Linked DNA regions of Ovis aries: region 2 is linked to region 1. Evidence: chromatin contacts called from public Hi-C data. All regions are on one chromosome and are shown on one strand. Each heading gives the region's core, a stretch centred on a gene start, on an enhancer-like site or on the middle of the called end of the contact. The rest is flanking DNA. Distances are from core to core; before and after follow the strand shown. Region 1 holds the start of RPLP0 (ribosomal protein lateral stalk subunit P0). Region 2 holds the start of LOC101117965 (cytochrome c oxidase subunit 6A1, mitochondrial).

Evidence for each region. Hi-C and Micro-C count contacts between places; a contact is called where the count stands out from the background.
Region 2: a contact with region 1 is called in a Hi-C map of hypothalamus, with 5 times the contacts expected there. The contact joins the promoter of LOC101117965 here to the promoter of RPLP0 in region 1. A contact is called at or near these places in 5 of 16 Hi-C or Micro-C datasets (blood, hypothalamus, liver and 2 more).

What each region holds. Positions count from the first base shown.
Region 1 is chr17:62,698,753-62,701,289 of ARS-UI_Ramb_v3.0, forward strand. It overlaps RPLP0 (ribosomal protein lateral stalk subunit P0), which reads right to left and starts at 1,274. Exons shown (of 8, transcript XM_027956613.2): 1 at 1,249-1,274; 2 at 884-985. The coding sequence starts at 937.
Region 2 is chr17:62,878,146-62,880,682 of ARS-UI_Ramb_v3.0, forward strand. LOC101117965 (cytochrome c oxidase subunit 6A1, mitochondrial) reads left to right here and starts at 1,272. Exons shown (of 3, transcript XM_004017415.4): 1 at 1,272-1,389; 2 at 1,535-1,677. The coding sequence starts at 1,287.

The DNA.
Region 1 (2,537 bases), core at 24-2,523:
AATCACCAGCTTCCATCTCACTCCCTTTCCTCTAAGCTTTTGAAATGACAGAGATTGGGACAGTGCCTCCTCCTATAGGCCACCTGAGTTAACACCAGTTTTGTCAAAGATTTGCGTGTTGAGTATAAACAGTAACTGTTTCTACAGTAAATTAAACAAATACTTGTAATTATAACTTTTGCTCTTTCCCCAATTACGAGGCATGTTTGATTCGCTAAATGACTGCCTTAACCAAAAAAAAAAAAAATACTGGTCCAGGTAAAGTCAGATTTACAGCAATCAAAATATAACATAAAGGAAGTATGTCAAAATAGTAACTTGTAGGACCTAGGTTGTGTGTATATAATCATTTTACAAAGTTTTCTGTTAAACTGAAAACCTGCATGATAAATGAGGAAGAACGCAAAAAACTAAACTCCACAACGCATCCTAAGGCTTGAAGAGCAGCGTGATTAGCATTTCTGGCCAGGCAAGACCCAACTCAAGGCCATCTAAATTAAAGAACTCACATAGTTTCTTGACTGACAGGCTCTAAATAGGCAACAACTTGCCCCATTATAATGAGTCACTCATAGCCTCAGACTTTCTCAAAGATGCAGACAGGACAAGAAAATTAGAACGAGTGCTACTTGAACCTAGACAGACTTGGGCTTGAATGTTCTTTACCTTAAGAGCCACTTCACCTGCCTGAGTCTGTTCATCTGCAACACTGGGAGGGGGAAGGGCATGGATCTCGGGAAATTGTAAAAATTAAATGAAATGTGCCTAAAATGACCTAATATAGCAGCTAGCAAGCAGGCGCTCAGCACACGGCAGCTGACCGTCCCCACCAGTGCCCGGGCCCGGGCAGCACGGTGGGCGGCGGGGCCTGCCCCAAACTTACGATGATCTTAAGGAAGTAGTTGGACTTCCAGGTCGCCCTGTCTTCCCTGGGCATCACGGCGGTGCGTCAGGGATTGCCACGCAGGGTTTAAAGACGATGTCACTGAGGAGAGAAAAGGAGCTCAAGCCACCCCGACACGCGTCCCCACAGCACGGCGGGCTCCAAGCCCAAGGTACACGCGGAGTAGGCCACGCGCGGGCGCCCGCCGCCCCGAGCCAGGGCTGCACCTGTCGCGGCGGCCGCCGCCGCACCCCCAAACCAAAGAGGCCGGACCCCGCGGTCCCCAAGAGCCTCCAAAAGAACCCCCAAAGACCCCCATTCTTCCCGCCACAGTTGCCGGTGCGAACGCAGCGAGACGGACGAACCTCACACGAGGACGCCTGGCGAGAGGAGGGCCGCGCGCCGGCGGGCATCTTTTATAGATGAGCGAAGCAGCCAATCAGAAGCCACAGGCAGAGCCCCCCGCCTATTGGCTGGTGCCAACGCCATTCTGAAGAAATCGGATAGATGCAGGCAGCCATTGGGTAGCATCCCTGCCACTCCAACCAACAGGAAGCTGCTTTTAAACGAGGTCGTTAAGGAGGACACTGCTGGGTGCTGGAGGCGCTTTCTCAGAGCTGCTGCCCTCTGCCGGGTGGGAGGCGCCGCCAGGTAGAGTTAGTGTTTGCAAGCTGAGTTCACGTTTCCTTTGGTCACCAGGCCAAGTCGCAACTACAGAGTATGACGTTGAGAAAGAACTCTCATGCTTTAGAAACAGGATGGTCTCTCGTCTCCTCTACAGTTTGTTCTTCCCCCTATCGAAACAAAGGGATCCTTTAAACCTAAGTCGGATCACTTCCTCATCTGCTCGCAATACTTTCGAGTCTCCCCATTTCCCTCCCAGAAAAAAACCTAAAACGTAAATGAGGCTACCTACAAGGCTCTACATGATCTGGTCCCCACCTCCACCCCATCATCTCATCTCCGATTTGCCTACTGACTCATTTCCTCCCAGCTGGGTGACGCTCCCATTTCAGGGCTCATGCACTGTCTATTCCCTCTTCCTAGAAGGCTTCCTGCCCATATCCACACCTCCGTTGCGTCTTGGCTCAATGATCACCTGCTGGAGGCCTACCCCCATCGCCCTATTCAAGATTACCCCCAAAACCACTCCAACTTCCCTCTTCCTCCGGTTTAACTTTTTGGTAGCACTTCCACCTAGTAACACACTAAATCACTAAAATAATTTGTCTCTCTCTCTGCCGTGAGCCTGGCACCTATGGGCATATAATAAACATTTGTTGAATGAATGGATGTAGAGTTTGCAGTCAGATAACCTGAATTCATATCCTTATTCTGTCACTTGCTAGGTTGGTCATCTTAGGAAGTGATTTCACCTTGCTGACCCTCTCTTTTCCTGTCTGTAAAATGAGGATAGTAGTATTCACACCCCATGAGGATTACGTGAGTTATGTGTTAACACAGTCCCTGGAATGTAGGAGGAAATCACTTAATGTCAACATATTTTATTACACTTTCATTCAACATTTATTTGAACAATTGTGCTATATCATTAAATATGTTTTTAATGAATAAGCTTAGAGCCTAGGGTGGGAAGGGGAGGGTGGTTCTCCCCAACTCCATCCTTTTAACTTGACCAAGTTAGAAACCCTGG
Region 2 (2,537 bases), core at 22-2,521, 180 kb after region 1:
GTAGGGCTTCACAGACCCTTTGACTCTTTTCCACGATGCCTAGAGATTTGACTATTGTAATTTCACCATAACATGCAAAAACCCAGGCTACTCAGAGAAAGGAAGATCAGGTTGTGAAGCTCTAGTAATATGATCCTGTTTTTGTTTTCATGAAACTGCAGGATGCATTTGTTTTATCTAACTTGCTCAAGGTCATACAGGCTGTGAGGGATGGGAACAAAATATGAATCCAGTCTACCCACATCAGAGTCTCTGTTTATTCCTCTAAGTAGGGGTTCTTAATTTGGAGCACAGGACTCTTAGGGGGTCTCTGGGTGCACTTTACAGTACCTTCTTCCCCTCTCATTGTGTGCTTAAACTGTGTGTGCTGAGGAGAAGTTGTATTAATATTTTATTTGAGGAAAGGATTCAGAGCTTTCATTATATTTTTAAAGGAACCTATGGTCAAGAAGTTTACTTTCATTTTTATGTATCTATTTTTTAAGATTTTGTTTATTTTTATTTGGCTGCACTGGGTCTTAGTTGCCACATGCCAGATCTAGCTCCCTGAGGAGGGATGGAACCTGAGCCCCCTGTATTGGGAGGGTGGAATCTTAACCACTAGACCACCAAGGAAGTCTCTCTTACGCATCTATTTTTTAACTTTTATTTTTAAAACTGTTTTTAGATGGGTAGAAGAAGAAGAAAAAAGAAGGGCAGGAAAGAATTGCAGAGATAAAGTATAAGAAGTGTCAATTGTTTCCCGTTGCTATTCATTTACTCAACATATTTGTGTTGAGCACCTGTTACTTGCCAGGCACGATCCCAGAGTTTGGGGATGCTGCAGTGGCAAAATCTCTTGTTTCCCCTGACAGATTATAAGCTGTGTGATGCCTACAAAATAATAATGATGACAATTATTATGTCCTAGTGTCTTGAAAAAAAAGCGGAGTCAGAGGATGAGGAGGGAAAAAGCATTTTAGATAGGGGATTTGTGCTTGGAACCTGTTGATTCGCACGGACTCCAACGAAGGGAGCGACCCTGGATGCCAGGGTGTCCTTCCACAAATCTTTTTTTTAATGCGCTCATCTTCACCGCGGTGCTGACCTTAGGAACAAGGTACGCACACAGGAGTGCTGAGCGCATGCTCCCTCTGGCTCCCGCTGCTCCGAGCTTTTAGGCTACAATGCGCAGCCTCCGCGGAAAAGGTACCACCCACTAGGAACTTCCTTTTGAGGTTGTAGTCCCACCCCCACAGCCAACATCCTATTTCCGCTTCCGGCGCTGCGGTGGACCCAGGTCGAAGATGGCGGCGGCAGCTGGATCTCGGGTTTCTGGGCTGCTGGGTCGTTCCCGCCTGCAGCTGAGTCGGTGTATGTCCAGTGGCGCCCATGGCGAGGAGGGCTCAGGTACTGGGACCGGGGTCGCGGGGCGGGCCTCAGGTCTGCTGAAGAGAAGAGCGGCGGGATTTTGACCTTGGCTCGAGGACTTGGGGAGGGAGGTGAGACGCGGGCGGCTCCTCGCCCGGCCTGAGCGGTCGTGCCCCCTCTGCAGCTCGCATGTGGAAGGCCCTCACCTACTTCGTGGCGCTCCCCGGGGTGGGAGTGAGCATGCTGAATGTCTTCCTGAAGTCGCACCACGGAGAGGAGGAGAGACCCGAGTTCGTGGCCTACCCCCATCTCCGCATCAGGTCCAAGGTACCCCCTTGCAGTCTCTTCAAGTGTCTGTTCGCCTTTCCCCAAATGCCCTAGTCCAAGTTCTTAATCCTCTAAAACGGTGGGTGCCGGGCGTGTACAGTTTCTCATTTAATCCTTCCAAACACATTTTTATTTTCTCCGGCCAGGCCTGAGTTTTCTTTTTTAAGGTCATACAAGTGCCCTTCGGTTTTTTCTTTCTCTGAGTCATCCCACCTTTTACCTTCTGATACTGTTAACAGTTGTCGGTTATACAAAACTTGGAGGTTTGTGAAATTACCTTAAGCTGGCAGAGTCGGAAGGCTCAGCCTTCAGGTTCACCTCTCTAAAACCTGGACATCTGACAGCTACTAGCTGCATAAGGAAGAGATTGACAGCTTCTGATCTTCACCTCTATGCTAGTTACCACCCTGACTGTGTCATTTTTTGACTCTTGATGTAGATATTTAACTACTATCTCACTTAGCTCAAGTGGAAAATTAAGCTGGATTCTTAAATTTAGAAAGAATTGATGAGTCTCAGCGCCACTGCCACCCTTGTCAATAGAATTAGAAGGCATACATACAGTGAAATGTCTTAACCTCAGTACCATTGACATTTGGGGCTGGATAATTCTTGTTGGGGCAAAGGGCAGTCCTGTGAGTTACAGGATATTAGGAACATCCTTGACTTCTAACCACTAAGTGGTAGTGGTACCCCCTCTTCAAGATGTCTCCAGATACTGGCCTGTGTCTCCACAAGAGCAGAATCATTCTGGGTTGGAAATCACTGCCCTGGAGCAATGTTTTTCAAAAGTACCACGCAGAATAGTGGAGGGTATGTTGCAGTTTCCAATCCAGAGATTTGTTTCAGGTCCAGAAATC